Linked DNA regions of Ovis aries: region 2 is linked to region 1. Evidence: chromatin contacts called from public Hi-C data. All regions are on one chromosome and are shown on one strand. The core of a region is the stretch at or near the end of the contact, and the rest is flanking DNA. Distances in the headings are between cores, read along the strand shown. Region 1 overlaps DSCAML1 (DS cell adhesion molecule like 1). Region 2 overlaps FXYD2 (FXYD domain containing ion transport regulator 2).

Region 1 (4,375 bases), core at 1,284-3,783:
GGGATGGCCGAGTCCTCACTGTGGGGGGTGGGGACGGCTTATGGCAGGCATCCCCTCCCAGAGCCTCCCCCAGGTTTGCAAGCAGTTAGAGCTGGGAGCAGTAAGGCACTGGCTCCAGGACCCTAGATTCTTGGGTTTTCACTCAGCGCTTCCTGGGGATATCTAGTAACCATGGCCTCTTCAACCACCCAGGGAAGGGAGATCCATGGCAGCCGACAGGGGCAGCCAGGGAGGCCAGGCTAGCACGAGGGTGTAGCCATGTACCCAGCAAGGGCCTCCCCAGGGCTGGAGATGACTGAGTCAGCCGGAAGGGAGGGACATTAGTTCTCTTCATGGCTCTTCTGCAGTGCCCATCTTTGGGGGTCACCATCCCTAAAGGGTCCTGCACACACCTGTCCTTGGTCCACTTCACCGCAGGGGCTGGGTCTCCCACTGAATTGCAAGGTAGCCGCACATCTCTCATCCAGGGTGTTGTCACGGTGCCCCCGAAAGAAATGATCTTTGCTGGGGCTAGAGGGAAGAGAGGATGAGAAGGACCCCATGTTTTCATTTTCATTTTCAGAGGGGAAATCGTTCATTCAGCAAACATTTATCAGATACCTGTTTGGACCAGGTATCATAGGAGGCTCTGAGGAGCCACAGAATGAATACAATCTAGTCTCTGTCTTCGAGTTGCTTACCATCCAAGAGGGAGACAGACACTTCAGATCATTAGAGTGAAAAATACTATGGTGGGGTGGGTACAATAGCCCTGAGAGCAGGAAGGAGGAATGGAGGAGGTGAAGAAGGCCTGGGGTGACTTCTGCAATTGGAAGCTTGGACTTGAATCTTGAAGGCAAAGAAGGGATTCACTAGCTACCAGGGGATAAGAATGGGGGGAAGGGATAGTCAGGGGATTTGGGATCAACATGTACACACCGCTGTATTTAAAATGGATAACCAACAAGGACCTACTGTATAGCACAGGGAACTCTGGTCAGTGTTATGTGGCAGCCTGGATGGGAAGGGAGTGGAGAATGGATACATGTATATATTTGGCTGGGTCACCTTGCTGTCCACCTGAAACTATCACAACATTGTTAATGGACGGTAAGCAGAAAAGGAAGGTGTGTCGGAAGGGGGAACAGAACTGAGAGAGGCATGGGGGCCTGAAACCCATGGTGAGTGGGAGGGGCTCCAGCCTCCGGGGTGATCCAAGCCCAGGGTGAGTGAAGAGAGGGCAGCAGAGTAGGGGTCGGAGCAGTGAGCGGGAGGAGAAGCTTCTGGGGCTCTGTTGGCACCTCGAGGAGGCTGGGCTTCCTCCTAAGGTCACGAGGAGGCTCACAAGGAAGTAGTGACAGGTTCAAAGTGGAGTTTTAGAGGAACCCCAGCTGCCTGCCAAGGATGTTTGATGATGCTCTAGAGACACTGTTCTAGAGCCAGTTCTGCCCTGTGGCTGGGGTTGGTCCTGGGACCTCTCAGTGGGGTGTGTGTGTGTCTTGTGTCTGTGTCTGTGTGTGTGTCTGTGGCGGGGGTGGGGTGGGGGTCCCAGGTCCTTTCCCTCCTGGAAGGAGATAAGTTCAGGAGAAGGGATTGGCTGCACCGCTGGGAGGAGGGATCAGGGGAGGGAGGAAACTTGAGACTTTGTAGAAAGAGCCCCCAGATTGGAGCCAGAAGGGCTGGCCCACCACTCTGCTGTGTTCGAGGGCTGTGCCACTCCGCCTCAGAGTGTCTCCTGGAAAATGGGATGACAACCCTCATGTCAGGGCAGCTGCAGGCCCTCTGTTCAGTGCCCGCTGACTCTGAGTTTGAGGCGGGGAGGGCTGACGCCTCTTGTTATCTCATCCAGAGGAAGCCGGTTACCCCAGGAGTTGGGCTGGGCTGAGGCAGGCACCAGCCGTCTGAGTCCTAGGCTTGGGGCCTCAGGGTTATAGACACAGGTGGCTGTGGGAGGAGGCAGGGCCAGGAGGGAGGGCCCAGGGAGGCCCAGAGTCAAGGTAGAAGCTGGAAGTCTTAGGCTTGTGTGGCTAAATCCAGTGCCCCAGGGTTGGCATGGGGGAGCCTGGCAGCTCTGTGAGGTGGCCTCTGTCTTGGTCTTGGGTTAAGGCCTCAGAACTATCATTGCCTGTAGAGTAGGGGTACACATGCCCCCATGCCACACTTATGCCCAGGTCAGGGGTTCAGTGGGGCACGCTTGAGAGCAATCATGTTCTTATTCACCCCATGCACCCCAACCAGCCCACAGCCTCCTTCGAGGCATGCCCTCTGTAACATCTGTGATCAGTGGGCTCATGTCAGCCTGAGATGACCAGGGTTTGGAACAAGGGAGCTGTCTTTGCAGCCCTCTGCTCCATGGAAGCAGCATACCCCACCTCCGTCCCCTCTGGAGGAGCTGAGCTGGGGGTAGGGCTAACACCCCTTTCTTTCACCCCCAGAGAAGAGTCTGGAGTGGGGGACCAGGGTACATTCTGCTGGGCGCCCTGACTAGTGGCGTGGCCTCGAGGCTGTTGTGAGCCTTTCTGGGAGTCAGGGGGCAGCAGAGGCCCAGTCTTGATGGGTGCAGGAGGGAGGCAAGCGGCCAGCCAGCTCCTTACAGCCAGGCCACAGACAGGGTGGAGGGAGACTACTCGTGTTGGGGAGAACCATCATTCTAGAAGGGGCCTTCTGGCTGTTTCTGCCCTCAACCCCCGCCCCAGGCTGCTCACCCTTGCCAGCAGGCTCGATGGTCACCTTCTCGCTGCTGTTGCCCCGGCCGGCGGAGGTGACGGCGGCCACCCACAGCAGGTACTGCTGCCCGCGGTTTAGGTGGGCAATCCGGTAGAAGAGCTGCTCCGGACTCGTCTCATACTCGCTGGGCGCCTGCAGGGCAGAGGCGAACACATACTAAGAGCCAAGGCCCCTGGGTCTCCACCTCCACCCTTCCTGGGGGCCCTGGGCTCAGTGGGGGCGATGGCCAGGGAGATGGGCGGTGGAAACAGGATCCTGCCTAGTTGGCCCTTTCTAATTTTGGAGCAACACTGAACAGCTTGCCCTAGACTTGACCCTGGGCTCGGCCCTGGGCACTGATGGGCCGGCTCTGGCAGTTTGCTGGGTCAGTTTCAGTTCGCCTCTTGGACTGATCCAGTCGCTGGCTGCGATGGCTTCAGGCCAGGAAATGTGAGTGTTTCCGGTGGGTGAGAGATGGCGGGAGACAGGAGAAGGGAGAATGGAGGGTGGGCGTGCAGTCCCAGGAAAACCCTGAGGAAAGGGAGTCTCTGAGAAGAAGCTAAATGACTGCGTTTGCCTTATTAGGGTTGTAGACAGGCTCCCCCAGCCTGTCCCCACTCAGAGTCACCTCTCGGCCCTACTGCCTAATGTCTCCTTCATTCCTACCACCTGTTATCGCCACCCCCCCTCCATTCTGGGGGAGGAAGGGGAGGGAGAGAGAACTATGAGAGCTTCATGGGGCAGCACTTTATTAATGATTATTAGTGGTATAGATCACTGTATATATTTGTAGGTTATATAAATCTATAAAAATTTTTTTAACCAAATGACAGTTTTGACAAGTTGCCAACAAAACAATATCGGATCCCAGTGGTTTTACCAGTTGCTTTGATGAAAAGATTATGTTGCCTTGGAAACCAGAGGCTCAGATATTGAAATGAATTTGAGAAGGAGCTTTTGATAAGCGCTAGTTTGCAGACCTCCTGTCAGCCCCTTCCCTGGTGCAGGCGGGATGGGGCTGACTTTCATTTCATTTTATTTTTTGGTCAGCCGCGGGGAAGGGAAAGCAGGACAGCACCAGGGCCTCTTTGAAATCAGGGCGGAAGTCTAGGGAGGGGGAGCAGCCCCTGGAACAGATGGGGGGCCCCGAGGCCAGAGGGAGCTAATAATTAGTTATTTTTGCAGTCAGGGGATGTTGCACACGCATGCCCCCATGCACACACTCTCATGCACACGGACGTGTAGACACATTCAAGCACATGTTGAGGGACAGATCTCCAGACAGACATGGGGTCACAGAGGGACATTCTTTGCCACCCATGGGAGGGCTGAGGGGCCCAATGACTTGTAACAGGAGAAAACATCCTTTCTGGTCCCAGACCATCTGTAAGAAGATGCTCAGGAGAGGGCACAGGCATCCCCGCCATACACACAGAGCTCACTGGCAGACCCCTCCTGCTGTCTCTCTTGTGGGGAGCTGGCCTTGGGCTCAGGAGCTCCCTGAAAGCCACCTTGAGCCCTGGTAGCTGGGAAGTCCTTTCGGGGTGCAGCGCTCGGGGACCGTGTGGGTATCTGCAGGTCATATCTGAGCACGAGGCAGGGCAATAAGGTGGCTTTGACGCCTGCCTGCCTTTCTTACCATATGGACCCCAGTGTCTCTCACGGTTCCTGGGGCCTCAGTTTTCTCTCC
Region 2 (4,375 bases), core at 1,218-3,717, 370 kb after region 1:
CCCCCTCTGCCCTGGACCCCTCTTCAGCTCAGCACCCCCAGCCCCACCCCATCCCTATCGGCCCCGGGAACCCACCCCCTAGGACAGGTTGGGGCCAGTGGGGATGCTCAGGGTGGGCTCTTGGGGACTCCCCTTTCTTGCTTGCCTCTCTGCAGGTCCTGCTCATGATACTGATTAAATCAAAGTATGTGGTTAGAGGCTACATAACTACCCCAAGCCGAGGAGTCCGTGCAGGCCACAGAGGGTCTCTACCTTCCAGGAGGAATGAGGGCTCAAGACCCCAGAGCAGGGCAAATTACACCAGAGGGGTGTGCACACAGAATGCAAATAACCCAGGGCGCTCCTGGGAAACCAGGGCACCGGGTAGACCCGGAGGCCTCTTCCGGCAAAGGACGCCCAGCCCTTTGTTCAGTCGCTCCTTCGTGTTCGACTCTTTGCGACACCATAGACTGCAGCTTGCCAGGCTTCCCTATCCTTCACCATCTCCCAGAGTTCGCTCAAACTCACGACCGTCAAGTCGGTGATGCCATCCAGCCACCTCATCCTCTGTCTCCGTCTTCTCTCAGCCCTTAGACTGAGTTGAAAACGCCGTTTGAATAGGATTCGGGGTAAGACACATCCTCCCTCTGGTGGTGACAAACGGAATTGCATCCCCTCAGACTAAGGCTGTTTTTGTCTCTCTTGCGTGATTGAAAGTAATTCATTCAATCACGTCCCAGTCTTGGTGTTCATTCGTGACTTAATCTGTGTATGAATTGTGGAAAATCCCAAAGTGAAGTGAAAGTTCAGTAGCTCCCAGTCCTTGTGACGTTCATGGAGAGGGAGGGGGAGAGTGTTCATGAGGACATTGAAGGTTACCTGGATCCGTGGCTTTCAGCAGTGGCTGCTCTCCTGGGAGCTGGTTAAGTAACAGCTGGCATGGGCCCACCCCAAGGTTAATATTTGACAGTTCTGGAGGGGACACTGAGTAGTTTGCACAGCACCCCAGGTGCTCCAGGGTGACAGCCTGGGATCCAGGGAAGCCTCACGGTTCACGGGGATGGAGGGCTTACAGCGGGGGTTAGAGGCTGAAGTGACTCACCCAGGACCAGCCCCCTCCAAGGCAGCTGGGTTGGCAGGCTTGGGGCCTGTGTACAGAACCTTCTAGAAACACGACTCCTCTCCACAGCTCTTCTCCTCAGGTGAGCCTCAGGCCTGGAATACCCTTCTTCCTGTTTGCCTTGCTGCTACATCCAAGAAATTTCAGGAGCGCCCCCTCCCTGAAATCCCCCATGGCTGGACCTGCCCCATCCTGTTCATTTCTCCCACTGTTGTGGACAGCTCCAGTGTCTTGGAAGTCCTGAATTCTATTTAGGGGGTTGGCCTGTCAGGTTTTATTTGTCATCCGTGAGCTCACATTCAGAGGAGGATGTCACGAAGACCTTGGCCCTGAGTTGCAAGAGCCAAGTTTTCCAGTCTGTGTCTCACTGGAGTGTCTCCTCCCAACCCACGGGGTCAATGAGAAGGACTCTGAAATGGACCCAGAGACCTGGGTTGTTGCTCTGTCTCTGATACCGGCTGGCTGTGTCACCTGGACAAGTCGCTGCCTTTCTCAGGACCTCAGTTTCTCTTTCTGAAAATTAAGGATTGTCTATTTTGCTCCCTACAGGCCTTTGGTGGCCAAGCCTTCTGTGACTCTGTGAGGGCTGGTGGTCCTGGGGACAGTGGATTAAGACAAAGAACTCAATTCTCAAGCCGAGTGTGGCCTACACTGCCTCCAGTGCCCTGCATGTTCATTTCAAACTCTGCTGACTTGCTGTTGTCTTGGTTTCCTGGTCCAATCTCCCCCGCTTCCCTTGGACGCTCAAAAGCTCAGATGAGGAAATGGACACTGGGTGGTGCCATGATCCCACTGTCCCATCCAGCCTCAGAGCCGCCTCTCTCCTCTCACCAAGGGAAGGGAGGGAAAGGGGAGACAGGCTCCTTCCAGAGGGCAGAAAGTGCACTGTGCTGTCTGGGGGCTGCAGGCATCAGTAATTCAGGGGCTGGTGGAAGGGCTAGCCTGACACCATCTCGGGTTGAGGTAGGGTGGAGGCCTACCAGCATGGATGGGGGCTAGGGAAAAGGTTACAGAGGCCCCACCCTCACTGTCCACTCTCTGGCCTCTGGCCCTGAAATTAACCAAGCCAGCACTGAAAGAGGTGGATAAGATTAGGTCAAACTTGAGGCCCCCTGGCCCCAAGAGTGGAAAGGGCATGGCTGGAGCTTGGCACCACAGTTGGGGGTGAGGGATGGGGAGAGAGCATGTGCCGAGGACGCCCCTGCCCAAGATCCCTAGACCCACCCATCCTGGCACGCCGGTGCACTTGGGGAAATGTGGGCAGAGCACCTAACAACTAAAACACGGGCAGCCCAGGGCAGGGCCGCCTTGACTCCCACTGGAGAGATCCTACAGCCACACCCAGGGCCCTGGGCGACCCAAGGGCTTTGAGCCTGTGACCTTCGGCCAGCTTTCTCTTTGCCTGGCATTTGGAAAGCAGGCTGAGTCCTCTGTCCCAGAGGCTCTCAGCAATTTGGGGGGTGAGGAGAGGCCTGGAGATGATGGCATTGAACTTCTTACTTTCACAGGCACGTGAGCGAATAAGCAAAAAGGCACAGACCAGGCTGTATTAACTCCAGCTTGGAGGAGCGGATGGTGGCAGTTACAGGAGAGAAGGAGCGAGGGAGGAGGCCAGGGAAGGAGCCGTCTCCGAGGCCGGCTTTATTATTAACATGGGGCGGAAGGAGGTGAAGCCCACCCGGGGGGGTCACGTGGAGCCCGAAGCTTCCTTCAGCCCGAGGGCCTGACAGTGCTGGGACAGAAGTCTGCAGCTCAGGGAAGACTTCCAAGCAGCCCCGGTGCAAGGGTGGGCACGGCTGGCTCTGCAAAGAGAAAGGCAGGATGGGGGCTGTGAGCAGGGCTGCAGAGGCTGGGGCTTCCATTTCATCCCTTACCTTCCTCTGGCGCATCTCTGCAGCCTCCCTTGGTCACACATACTACACACATTTTTTTTTTTCTGTTTGTGTGTGTGTGTGTGTGTGTGTGTGTGTGTGTGTGTTTTGCCATTATTTTTAAAAGGTGGGAACAGAGAACAGATACGGGGACGCAAGTTGGATGGAGCAGGTGGGACGGGCTGAGAGAGTAGGGTTGACATTTACACAGGACCATGTGCAAAGCAGATAGACAGCAGGAAGCTGCTGCGGAGCACCGGGAGCTCAGCACGGTGCTCCGAGATGAACTGGAGGGGTGGGATGGGGGTGGGCGTGGGGGGGAGTCTCAAGAGGTCGGGGGATATATGTATACTCACGGCTGTACAGAAACTAACATATTGTAGAGCAATTATACTCTAATAAAAATTTTTAAAAACCAACAAGGAAAAGAACCACACGAGGGTGACAGAGACCTGCCTGATGGATGAAAGACCCTGAAACTTTCCCGGCCGAGTCCTTAGCTTCTCCTTATTATCTAGAGCCATTGCCCGCTCCTCGCAAACCTACCTCTCCTCAGAGCCCATCTTCAGGAATTTGCCTGGGATGGAGGAAAGCAGACAGGTAAGAAACGGTAGTGGGGTGGAGGGGGCCGGGATTCAGGGCGCCCTGAGGCTGGGGACCCTCCTCACCAGCCTGAGAGACCAAACCCTCCACCGGCCCCTCCCACCTCCATCAGTCACCCCGGCCGGCACTCACCGGTGCTTCTTCTTGGCCCCGCAGCGGAATCTTTTGCCTTAAAGAGAGAAACGAGGTTAGTTTGACAAGGAGACCCTCTCTACCCTGGAGGCCTCAGCTCCGTAGCCCCTCCTTCCCTCTCTCCTGCCAGCGCTGCTCCGTGTCCGCCTCAGAGACCACAGCTGACTGTCTCTCTTTATATATGGCTGGACCATAAGCGTTCAGAAGTCCAAGTCAGCCAGCTGGGCAGTCAACAAAGATTATTGTGGCGGCGGCTCCACGGTGGACTGTGTGTGTGTCTGTGTTGGTCACTCAGGCGTGTCCAACTCTTTGCGACCCCTCAGACTGTAGCCCGCCTTCTCTGTCCGTGGAATTCTCCAGGCAAGAGTACTGGAGTGGGTTGCCATTTCCTTCTCTAGAGGATCTTCCCGACCCGGGTATTGAACCCTAGTCTCCTGCATTGCAGGCAGATTCTTTGCCGTTTGAGCTACAGGGAAGTCCGTGGCAGACAATGAGCGCGATGGGAATGGTGCTGAGACGGGGCCGTCACAGCGTGCCCCACCCCACGCCCCACTGGGCATGTGGACGCTGCTCGAGAAGAACGGCAGGAAGTCCAGGGCAAAGGCCCTTGCTCACGCCCATCCGCCTTCGCCACCGCGAGCTCAGCCACACCACAGCGGGGCCCTCAGGG

What was found. A called contact is a pair of places that touch in the nucleus more often than the background predicts.
Region 2: a contact with region 1 is called in a Hi-C map of liver, with 3 times the contacts expected there. The contact joins two enhancer-like sites. A contact is called at or near these places in 4 of 16 Hi-C or Micro-C datasets (hypothalamus, liver, muscle and 1 more).

The regions. Positions count from the first base shown.
Region 1 is chr15:27,837,673-27,842,047 of ARS-UI_Ramb_v3.0, forward strand. DSCAML1 (DS cell adhesion molecule like 1) reads right to left here. Exons shown (of 33, transcript XM_027979838.2): 21 at 2,685-2,838; 22 at 393-510; 23 at 1-18. Among named protein-coding and RNA genes, the nearest start is that of CEP164, 110 kb to the left of the region's middle. Within about 2 kb of position 2,534, at least 11 of the 54 cell types and tissues checked have an H3K27ac peak or open chromatin away from gene starts, as enhancers often do. A contact at or near this core is called in liver, where this site is marked.
Region 2 is chr15:28,204,909-28,209,283 of ARS-UI_Ramb_v3.0, forward strand. It overlaps FXYD2 (FXYD domain containing ion transport regulator 2), which reads right to left. Exons shown (of 6, transcript XM_027979246.2): 4 at 3,706-3,742; 5 at 3,517-3,547; 6 at 2,621-2,901. The coding sequence ends at 3,523. It overlaps LOC114118393 (a long non-coding RNA gene), which reads left to right. Exons shown (of 4, transcript XR_003591759.3): 3 at 156-608; 4 at 1,169-3,392. Among named protein-coding and RNA genes, the nearest start is that of FXYD2, 8.1 kb to the right of the region's middle. Within about 2 kb of position 2,468, at least 1 of the 54 cell types and tissues checked has an H3K27ac peak or open chromatin away from gene starts, as enhancers often do. A contact at or near this core is called in liver, where this site is marked.